Linked DNA regions of Rattus norvegicus: region 2 is linked to region 1. A link is a contact called in public Hi-C data. All regions are on one chromosome and are shown on one strand. Each heading gives the region's core, a stretch centred on a gene start, on an enhancer-like site or on the middle of the called end of the contact. The rest is flanking DNA. Distances are from core to core; before and after follow the strand shown. Region 1 holds the start of Ppme1 (protein phosphatase methylesterase 1). Region 2 holds the start of Fam168a (family with sequence similarity 168, member A).

The links. Hi-C and Micro-C count contacts between places; a contact is called where the count stands out from the background.
Region 2: a Hi-C map of liver shows a contact between it and region 1, with 7 times the contacts expected there. The contact joins the promoter of Fam168a here to the promoter of Ppme1 in region 1. A contact is called at or near these places in 2 of 12 Hi-C or Micro-C datasets (both in liver).

Annotation. Positions count from the first base shown.
Region 1 is chr1:164,124,289-164,130,274 of GRCr8, reverse strand. Ppme1 (protein phosphatase methylesterase 1) reads left to right here and starts at 3,055. Exons shown (of 14, transcript NM_001191838.1): 1 at 3,055-3,300. The coding sequence starts at 3,200. It overlaps C2cd3 (C2 domain containing 3 centriole elongation regulator), which reads right to left and starts at 2,581. Exons shown (of 33, transcript NM_001191602.1): 1 at 2,527-2,581; 2 at 441-710. The coding sequence starts at 2,581.
Region 2 is chr1:164,466,181-164,472,043 of GRCr8, reverse strand. It overlaps Fam168a (family with sequence similarity 168, member A), which reads right to left and starts at 2,597. Exons shown (of 9, transcript NM_001108494.1): 1 at 2,386-2,597.

The DNA.
Region 1 (5,986 bases), core at 1,806-4,305:
AGGTGAAGAAATAGGTCAGAAATGTAAAGTTACTTTCCTTAAATCCTATAGGTCCCACACCAACTTGAATCATATGATGTATAGTTACCTCATAGGATGTACAAACAAATGTATGACTGTTGATTCCTGTATTAAAAAGATACCTTTTTGTCCTTATTGACCTGCTAACCCTCTTCATTTGATGATTTAAGTGTTACAAGTAAAATACCATTTACCTTTTGATTTATCATCTTTCTGAAATCTGGTAAGATTCAAAGCTAATATTTTGAACCTAGCACTGAAAGGTGGTGGGAAATCTAAAGGTGTTGGTCTCTGTCCTTGACTGTGTTTCTCAGCAGGAAAGACAGTTTAATGGTGGTGTCTGTTTAAATAGACTGCTGACGGCAAGCATGTTTCAGATCAGGTTTACAGTTAAGACAACAAAACAAAAACAGTCATACCTGTTAGGTATGAGGTGAACTGCTTCGGGCCACAGCGAATAGCATAACGGGTAGTTGTTCTCACAGCTTTTGGCTCAGTCTGTAATGCGTCCCTGGGACAAAAGAGGGTTCCGTCCGATGTTTCTCCCCACCATCTCACTCGGACAAGTACAGAAGCAGGAGGCTTCGCAATCTTCCATACGACCTTGTTAATAGTAAGTTTGAGAAAGCATCGTAACTGTCCTTCAACCAGAGGTGGCAGGCTTGTAGATGGGGAAATGTCACTCAAACCTATGGAGGAATACAGCAAAATCTGTATTTAAAATCTGGTCTAACACAATTTGCTTTTTTTTTTCTTTTTCTTTGAGACATCTTACTAGGTAATCCTCGCTTGTCTGGAATTTACTTACTTAAAACAGGCTGGCCTCAAACTCAAGAGATCCACCTGCCTCTTCCTCCTGAGAGCTGGATAAGGTCTGTAGAGTGGAGAAAAGGTCTACCATAAAGCTCAGGGATAATTCGTTGAAATTCAAATGCATATGATATATGGACTGCGCCTTACTTAGGAGCACCCTATATACTCTCTGAATGAAAAATAAATCTTCAGAGAAAGCTTTTCCTAACTGTTCTAATACTGAGAAGTAACTAAAAAAACAGGCCATAGAATAACCCTACTTGGTCACTTATGTTAATCCAAACTTTTCTTTAATTGAAAGATACTATTTGAAAAGCATAAAGACAATAAAACAAGTGGACAGATTTTTAAACCTCAGTAGTTGGAAGTTTTGTTAACTGTTGCAAATCCATAGTTCACCACAGTCAAGATACATTGTCATGGGGGAGGGACTCTGTCAGCGGAAGATGGGGGGCAGCAATTGGGATGTAAAGTGAATAAATAAATAAAATAATGGAGAAGATACATTATTTTTAATCTCACTTTTTTTTTTTTTTGTTCTGTTTGTTTTGAGTCAGGGTTTCTCAATGTAACAAGCTCTGGTGTCCTGGACTTGATTTGTAACTCAGGCTGGCCTTGAATTCAGAGATCTGCCTGCCTTTGCCTCCCGACTACTGGGTTTAAAGGTGTGCGCCATCACAGCTGCCTCTTCATCTCACTCTTAAATTGTCTTTGCTGCCAAGATCATACAGTCAAGGACAGAGACTAACATTTTTAGATTTGTTGCTATTTTTGGTTCTGGGTTCATAATATTAACTTTAAATCTTACTAGATTTCAGAAGGATGATGAGTTAAATGTAGAAGAAGCGATCAGTTACAACCCTGGCTTTCCTTTCAATCAGTACCCTTTCTGAAAGATTTAGAGAATGCTTAAAAACAAAAACAAAAACAAAAACAAAAACAAAACAAAACAAAAAACCGAGAGACTACTGCAAGAGATCAAGTTTAAGGCCAGCCTGGGGTCCATCAGGCCCCCTGTCTGGTCACTTAAAAGAGCTGGAAAACTAAGAGGATTTAGTTTGGATTCAAGTCATTCTAAGTAAGGTGCAGTCCATATGTGCAAATACGTTTGAATTTCAACGAGTTATCCCTGAGCTTTATGGTAGATCTTTTCTCCACTCTACAGTACACAAATTGTTTCAGTTGAAAGAGCTATTTGTATTGGTTCCTGACTAGATTTTAGTATATTCTAATGAAGCACAATCACGTCCCAAGAAAAAAGTCAGAGAAATAGAAAGGTATATACAGAAATGGTTTTGTTTGCTTTTTGAGTCAACTTGGGTTACTGATTTCACGGTGTCCTCTACCATACACCCTTTCATCATCTAAGGTTCTTCGGGACATAGTTATGCCCTTTCCTCCTACTCCGAATTCCTCTAACACACAGACATTTATCCTTGTCGTAAAAAGAACACATTTAATTTTGTTGTTTTCCTATATGTTATCTATTAATCCTCACTTTGCCTCATTTTATCGACCCACAGGCGCTACCTCCTTTCCGATCTTTAAAAAAAAATTCTCTCTTAACTTTCTGGTTCCCTGGTTATTCTCTCTTCAGTCCTCTTTTGTTTTGTTTAGCCAGAGCAGGTGGAAGTCTCCTTAGAATTCCTTAGCCCTTTTATGCTTTCCTCAAGCTTAGACAGATAAAGTTACCTCGCTTCTTGCGCCCACGGCCGCCCCCAGGCACTTGGCCTTTCCGTTGTTTCATGTCGAGCCTGGGCCCTTCGTCACCAATTCAACGCTGGTGCTAGCTCCTAAGCTGTACGCTCCCGCCATCCCTTCCCACGGCGCCTGCGTTCCCCGGCAACGGGCGCCGCTGGGAAGCCTGGGACGCAGGAAGAAACACTCTTCCTCCAACAGTTCCCGGAAAGCTGTGCCAAAAGAAGGCGCCAATAAGAGTCCCTGCAAATGGACTGCAACACCCATGATGCTTTGCTTTCCTACCTTTGCGAGGTTGGACCAGGACACCTGCAGCTGCGCAAGCGCAAATTGATACACTATTTGAGGACTTCATTGTCCAGCATGCATTGCCTTTAAGAGGACTCTTCCCGCTAGGGTTGTCGAGTTCTCTGATAGGAGTCTGAGGGATCCGCAGACTCCGTTACCCAGTTTCCTTTGTGCGAAGGCTGTTGCGCACTTCCGGTGGAAGCGCTGAGGCGAGAGGGCGGGGTTTGCTGAGCCAGTGGGCGGTAGGCGGCGCTGCCGGTGGCTGGTTGCTGTCCAAAGGCGACTGGGCGTCGTTAGAGGAGTGAGCTGTGACCGGTTGTACCGCACGTATCGTGGGACGGACCTTGGGCCACTGTTTTCGACGTGAGGCCTCCCTTTGATGTCGGCCCTTGAAAAAAGCATGCACCTCGGCCGCTTACCTTCTCGCCCTCCTCTACCCGGCAGCGGGGGCAGTCAGAGCGGAGCCAAGATGCGGATGGGGTACGTGACTTGTACCTCTCTCCCAGGAGGCCAGGCCCAGGCCATTGGAGATTGGTGTCTGGGCATTCAGAGTGCCACGGGAAGGGACGCTGTGAATTGGAGGAAATGCTGGCCTTGGCCTGGAGATGTTTAGATAGAGTAGAAGGTAGATTCGGGGACTAGGTGAGGCGCTAAGGGAATAGTCTACCAGAGGACTGGTAACATTGTTGGAGAAAGATGGGGAATAAGGACAAGGTTGAGAAAGATGAAAGGTTAATTTAAGGGATGACGGGAATCAACTCTAGAAGTGATGACTCTGGGAGAAAGTGGATCAGTGAGATGAGGAGAAATGTGCCATACATAGTTAAGGGGAATAGGGAATGACTGAGAGAAAAGTTGAAGGGAATTGGTGGATCAAGTAAGTTAGCCAGGAGTAAGAAGGCTTTCTTTCACCTGCGGGGTATAGGAAACATCTCAGGCAAAGACTAGAGAGTAGAAGGTTCTAGAGAAAGTTTCCAGAAGTGTAAGAGTTCAGAGGATGAGGAGGTGAACTAGAAAGCTCGGGGAATAGGCCTAAGGAAACATGACTAGGAGACTGTTAAAGGGAGTGAACCAAGAGGCTGGAGACATAGGTGGGGTGTGATGAGGAAGACAGCTGAATTTGGAACAGTAACCATTGATATCCAGAGACTGAGAAGTAAATAGGAATAGGTTTGTTAAATGGAAGCACTGGAGAGGTAAAATCTGGAAGATAAAAGAAGATTTGGTCAATCATTTTGTTTTGTTTTGCCAAGCAAATGGGACTTGAAGGGGAAACTATTGGTCTAAGAATTAGAGTTAGTGAAACACTGGGAGTGGCCACTTAATAATAAATTGGGGGGTAAAGAGCTTGCTGGAAAGGAAGTAGGGCTCAGGTGTATCTGTGCTTCTGTGTGGGCTAGAAACATTTATTCATTTTTGTGGTATTGAGACTGGAACCCAGAACTAGACAAATGCCACATCACTGTGCTACACTCCCAATTTATCAGCTGAGCTAATGAAAGAAACTTTGGAAATTTAGACCCTGACAGGCTTGTGTCAAGTTATAGGATACTTGGCTGCTGGAGAAAGTGCGATAGTTGAACACACTAGTAAGAGTTGCTGGGAAGCAGAGAGGATTGGATAGTCACTGGCCTATTTGGAGGACTGCTGTAAAGAAAAAAGAGGTCTGGTATATTTGGGATTCGAGGGGGAAGCTGGTAGATATTCCTGGGGAGAAGACTACCAAACAGATACATTCAGTTCCAAAGTAGTAGTATGTCCACAGACTGACCAAAAGGCAAGAAAAGATGGACGCAGTTCTGTAAAGGCTGAGTATAAGAGGTGATGGAGAATTCTGCTTATTAAAATGGTTGGAAAAGTCAGAATCCAAGAGATTTTGACCTATAGTAGAAAAACAAAAGAAAATTGACTGAGGATAGATTGATGGAGGCATAATAGAAGGTAAAATGGAAGGCTTGTTATAAGATAAAATAAAGATTGGTCATGAAAAGACAAAGATTGAGCTTTTAGCATAAAGAGAATTTGAAAACTGACCTATACTATTTTTTTTTTTTTTTGGAAAATTAGCCTGAAGGGTAAAATAGATGTAATAATTATTCTTTGTGTGTTTTTATTTTTTAGTTATTTTTTTTTCTTGAGATATGGTCTCGCTGCAGTTTAATTATGAGACTTGGTTTAATCTACAAAATAGATCAAAAGTCATCCAAGTGGCATGTGTTAGAACTAGAACCCGACCTAGCTTTAGCTTCTGGGAGTCTCTCCTTTTTAAGGAACCAGTGCTCTCGTGGGGAAGGCCTGGAGTCCTGTGCACAGTTCCTTAATAGACGTTCCTAGACGACACAAACATAGTTGTTTGAATTTACTACTGACTTTGAAGATACTCTCATTAAATTGATTTGGGGTTCTTGCCTGGAAACCCTGATATGCTTGAGGGGAGTACCACTTAAAAACCTCTCCTTGAAGCTAGGCGTTGGTGGCACACACCTTTAATTCCAGCACTTGGGAGACAGAGGTAGGCAGATCTCTGAGCTCGGGACCAGCCTGGTTTACAAAATGAGTTCCAGGACAGTCAAGGCTAAATTGAGAAACTGGGTTTACAAACAAACAAACAAACAAACAAACAAACTGGTGCATAGAAGTCAATGGTCTTTGTGTGTGAGTGGGTGTGTGTGTGTGTGTGTGTGTGTGTGTGTGTGTGTGTGTGTATCCAATGAATTAAACTAGGGCAGGGGTGGATTAATTTGTTTTTACCCAATGACCACTCTTTCTTTTTGAGACAGTATCTTGTAAACCCTTAATTCTCCTGTCTCTGACAAGGCACTGGGATTACAGTCATGCAACACATACTCAGGTAACATTTTCTTTTAACAAATGTCCATTGACTTGCCTGATACCACAGAATCACTGGCAGAAACAGCAATCAAACCCAGTACTGTAGATTTTTTAGTTCATTGATCTTCTTGGGTCAAAGAATGTGATATTCAGAATAACACAGATAAAGAGCACTATGAAATGTTTGCTAAAGGTTACAGACTGTGCTGGTAAAAAAAACCAAATTCCTCTGTTCCTGGTTTGTTTACTTTTAAAATTATATTAAAATAAATTATATACACACATATACCTACATACATACACACACACACACATATAATTTGTTAGTTTGATT
Region 2 (5,863 bases), core at 1,348-3,847, 340 kb before region 1:
TATGTGTTAAGCTATGAAAACCAAGGAAAATGCTTTGTTTTCTAGCTGAACACTAGAACTTTAACAGAAAAAAAAATTTTTTTTAATTCCCATTGATATCAATTTTATCTTCTTTCCATTTCTCCTCACTTTTTCCCTAGACTATGCTCTAATCAACAGCCACTTCAAGTTTAGCATATCACAGTTAATGCAATTAAATCCGAAAGCTGTTTCCCTAAAGATGTTCCCTCTCTTCACATTCCTCTGGGCCTTCCAACCACAAGCATAAACTCGTCTCTAAGCTTCAAATCAAATTTCTGATGAATAGATGGGAGTTATTCTCTTGTAGTGAATGCAATGTGTCTACATCAACAGCATCCCCTTAACAATAAAATATGGCTGTGTATTAGACTTCATTTATTCACACCTGACAGAATTCTGATCACTTGAATTTCTTTAGAAGAAAATTCAATCTATAGAAACAGCCCAATTATTTTAAATCCTATCATGTAATGTCAAGAGAATCAAATGAAAAATTCCATCAGTACCAAACCATCTCACCAAAGAATGAATATTTATTACATTTCCATAGTTCCTGTCTTCTCTCTGTTTACATAAAGCGGCAGTGCCAAGACTCATCTCAGGATTATTAGCCAGCAATACAATGATGGGCCCAAATGCCTTGCAAACCAGGACACCAATAAATGGAGTCTTCAAGCAATCAATTTTATTGGGGGGAGGTGGGGCTTGCTAACCTCTTTCTGCACACACATACCTTGCCTGCCTAGAAAATAAATTCAGTCTTCCTATTCGTTAATCACTTCTCAAGCAAGAAGGCACCCTTAACAACCTCAAGTTCATCAGAGTCCTTTTAAATTCCGAATTCTAGGACTAGTTTCAGTGTACCAAGGGGGGGGGGGGGAGGAGAAAGCAGAGACAGTTTCACCTTCTCCCACCTTTCCTTTAAGAGTGGATCTCCCCTCTAACCCCCAACTTTCCCTTTTAGACATAGGAACTGCAAGACTCCCCACTCTCCTTTAATTCTACCTTAAATGGTTCTCTCAAAACTTTACCCTGGGGGCTGCTATTTCCAGACAATTCCAACATAAAACAAAAAGGTCAAACTGACAGCATAAGATATCCTCTAGGAGAATCTTTAATGTTCCTTCTCTGTCCCCGGTGAAGACCCTTCTAATGGCCTTGTTATTGTCTCTCACCACAGCAGCCCGATGTAAATGTTCTAACCCCTAAACCTCTGGTGTGTCGAAGGACATCTTAGTCCTTCCTTTCCTAAATAAACCAACCCACTCCATGGGAGACATTAGGTCTCCCAGGCCTTAAATTTACCCTCTGCCACCTCACCGCAGGTAACCAGCTCATCACAGACATGACTTCTGCGAGACTGGTAGCGAGATACTATCCCTAACCCTGCTCCACACCTGCCACAGTTCTTCTAGTTGAGTCCAGCTGAGTAGTTTCACATACCCCCTACCTCCAACTTATGCTCAGGGGAGCCACCTTGCTCCCTCCAGAGACTCTAAACTCATCCTAAATCCTTCCCCACTGAGCCCTCATCCCCAATTTCAATCCCTGTCTTCCTGTTTGGGGCCCAACTTGCAATTCCCTCCCTCCTGTCAGCTTACCTCACCCATCTCCAGTAATTGGAAATCTCATCACTCCCAGCCCAAATTCAAACCTCCAGCAGCCTACCTCAAGAAAACCCCAAACAAATTCTACCTCTTCTGTTCTCTCCAAGCCCAAGCTATTTCTGTAAGTAGTCATAAATTCCACCATCCCCAGAAGACAACAGCCCACTTCAAGCTCGGGTCTCAACCCATGCCAAACCCCTCACCCCCAGCTCCTACCATCTCCATCTTCCTTCCCCAAGTCCCACCTTCCAAAATTAGCACTCCCCAGAGTCCCATCCAATGTTTATATCTCACTGGCATTGAAATCATCTCCTTAGCCCCCACCCCGTTCTGATCCCAAGCTGTCAACTGCTTCAGGCCAACCCCAAATCATCACCTTCATTCAGTCCCCTCCCCCATTAAAACACATCCCACTCCAATCTCACCTTCCACCTCGCCCCAAGACAATCCCAAATTCCACCTCGGTACCCCACACACCCATGCTCCTATCCCAGGTCTGGTTATCCCTCCATGTAAAGTCGTCCCCCCTCACCCATCCACCCCCCGCTACCCTCCCCTGACCTGCTGGTGTCCCACCCTCACCCCACCCCCAGCCCGCGTACGGACAAGTCTCCCCCACCAGCCCGCCGTTCCATCGCCACCTCGGTCCCCTCCCCCCAGCCGGCGCGGGGGCCCTACGGCCCCCACCCTCGTTCTCCCCGGCGCCACCAGCCCAGGCTCCACGGGAGCGGGCCGGGGGCCAAGGGGGTCTCCTCACCGGCGAGCTGCTGCAGACGAAAACCGCGGCGGCGGCAGCAGAAGCGGCGATGCCCTTGTCTTCTCTGAAGGCTACAGCGGCGACGCTCTCGTTCCCTCGTCCGTGTCCAGTAGGGTGGTGGATGGCGCGCAGGGACCGGAGCCTCCTCCTCCTTCTCTTCAGCTACTCGGATCTGAATCCTCTGCAGTAGCCGCGGAGAAACCCGACAGTGGGGGAAGGGGACGCTCGGTTGCAGGCAAGAGAGGAGGAGGCGGAGGGAGGGGGCGGGGGACCGCTGAGAAGGGCGGGGGAGGAGGAGTCGGCGCGCTGTCCCGACACGTCCCACAGCCTCAGAGCTCTTGGACTACAACTCCCGGTGTGCTCTGCTGCGGCCCTGCGCGGCCTGGATCTCCCAACCCTGCGCCGGTCCTGGACCGCACCCTCTTGGGTCACAGACAAGGGAATGAAGCCGACTCCCACGGGATTTTGTAAACTCAAAGACCTCTTAAGAGAGAAGTCGGATATTTCTGCAGCCTCATCTCCATGAAGTAAAACTCTCTACGTCTCCAACCTACACTTGCAACCCCTTCCGCCCGAGGGACTACACCTCCCAGCATGCCGCACACAGCTTCCCATTCCCTCCTTCCGGACCCCTCTCAGACACGGTACTACAGTTCCCAGGAGTGTGATCCTTGCGAAATGCTGGGACATGCAGTTCTCAGTCCTTCCTCCATGTTAAGAAAAAAGAAGTGAAAGGGAGAAAAGGGGGAAGGACTATTCCAACCCACTGAGCTTGGGCCTAGATTGGCTACCTCACCTGTAATTCTGTACTCTTCTCGCGATCTCCGTTTGTCACTGTCTCGCTAGAACTAATGCAGCAGCTGCTTCACTGGCATCCCTGAAAATCAGAGGACGATTCTCCAAATTGAATCTTCCTGTAAAAAGGACATTTGTTTACATTTACATTACTTAATAAGTATTTAATTTGCAAAGATGATCGAAATTTTTAGAAAACAATGCCCACGGTTATTATAGGAGGTTGTTGAATATGAGTTGAGGAGAATGTAGACATTCATCGATAGGGGGCTGATTTAATAAATAGTGATGCATACATTCAACGTAATGCTAAGCAGCCATTTAAAATGATGGTAAATATCTTTAGACATGAAAGGTTTTTCACAATTTCTTGTCATCTTGTCAGAGGGGCAAACTGATTGCAAAAACAGCATGATTAGACAGCTTCAATTTATTTGAAGTTCGAGAATATAAAAGCATAAGGATTTCAGGAAAGAGATTCTCCAAAATGTAACCAGCGACTATCTTTGAGAGAGGATAGTTAGGTTTCAAGTTTCCCTTATCTTTATATTGCCTGAATTGTTTAAGGAGCACACACCATTTTTTTAAAACCTGAAGAGCTATTTCATATACATATACATACGTATGTACATACATACATACATTTATTTCAAATACAACAACCTCTTGTTTTCCCACCTAGAAACTTTCCTTGGGTCTTCGTTGCCTGAACGGTGTTTCAGGACTGTGTGTCTACCATCCTGTAAACTAAATCTATCCCACCATTAAAACGATGGTGGTTATATACTGTATTAGTTACTTCTCTGATTACTAAGACAAAATACCTGACAAGAGCAACTTGAAGGAAGGGAGGAAGGAAGGAAGGAAGGAAGGAAGGAAGGAAGGAAGGAAGGAAGGAAGGAAGGAGGGAGGGAGGGAAGGAAGGAGGGAAGGAGGGAGGGAGGGGAAAAAGGGTTTATTGTGATGTACAGTTTCATCTTAGGGAAGATAAGTGTCCAAAAGAAACTGGGGACAAATGATTCTCTGTGGTGCCTGGCTATTAGCATACCAAAGAGCATGCTGGCCTCCATGCTCCCCTTTCCTGATCCCTCAGTATCACAAGAACCTGTTACAGACTCCATGCTGACATCCTGGCTCTTCTCACCCCACCCACTACCCTAAATTTCTTCAGTTCATGGGCTTCCCTCCCCCTCAGCCTCTCATTCTCCTATAACCCTAATATTTCTGATTTCTTGACCCTCCTTAGTAGGCTCTTTCTCTTTCTTTCCCTGCCCCACCTCATGGCCAAGTCCATTCTGCTGGCCATGTTCAGTTTACCTTTCCTTTCTGCTCCGGACTCTTCCAGACGCCTCTAGCTGAACTCTCCTTCATATCTACAATTAAAATCTTCCACTTAACCATACCATAGAGCCATCACGTCATCTGTTTATGCAGTACTGCAGCAGGAGCAGGTCACATGAGAGGGAGATGCTTGTTCTCAGAAAGCACCTTCTCCCTTTTATTCGGTCTAAGAACCCCATCCCATGAACTGCCCATATTCAGTGCGAGTCTTCCCTCAGACACGGGTAGAGATTTGGTTTTCCATAGTAATTCTAAATCCCATCAAATTGACAAGATTAACCATCACAGTTATAATCTGTTAAAAAACATAAAGTTAGCGAGGAACTCTCAATTTCTCTTCTCAAATTATCTCTTTGTGGGGGGCTTTCTCCCTCTGCTCCAGACAAAGTTTCACATAGCCCAAGTTGGACTGGAACTGGCTATATAACCAATGCTGGACTTGGAAGTCTGATCCGCTTTCCTCTCCTCTCCAGTGCTGGAAACACAGGCATGAACCGTGTACCCAGCTTTCTCTTTCTTCCTACTCATTCTCAAAACCAAAGCCAGAGTGATACCTTCCATAGAGCATACTTTAGACAAAATGATTTTCCTTATATCTTAATTCTTATCTTGGTGGTGGTTTCTAATCTGAGAGCCAGAGCATTGTGTTCAGGGTAATTGAAGATAAGGGAACAGAATTAAGATTAAAGGGTCTGTAACATTCTACCTCACAAACCATTGTCTGGGAATGAATAAAACATATTTGCATCTAAAAAAATGTTTTAATACAGGTGGTTGGTGGTGCATGCTTTTAATCCCAGCACTTGGTGGTAGACAAAAGCAGGCAGGTCTCTTGTTCAAGGACCAGCCTGGTCTACAGAGTGAATTCCATGTCTTTTTTTTTTTTTTTCTGGGCAGGGCTGGGGAGATGGCTCAACAGTCAAAGATACTAGCTAGGCATGCCTGACACCCAAGTTTAATTCCCAGAACCTACCACATAAAATGCCTGTGTGGAGGTGAGCATAGCCGTCATGCAACAAGATGGGAGGCAGCGATGGGAAATCACCCAGAAGCTCCTGAGCCCACCTAGAGTACAAAACACCATAGCAGAAACCAGAGAGACCTTGCCTCAGGAGGGTGGAAGGAGAGAATTGACTCTTTAGTCTTTGAAGTGTATATGTGGGGAGCGTGGGGGTGGGGGTGTGGGGGGTGGGGTGGGGGGTGATTTTTTTTTTTTGGTTTTGTTTTGTCACAATGATGGACATCAGACTTAGGGGGCCTCATGTATACTAATTCTACTGAGCTACAACTTCCCTAATTTTTTAAATTGAATTATCTTCAAGATAGACCCTTTTCCATTATT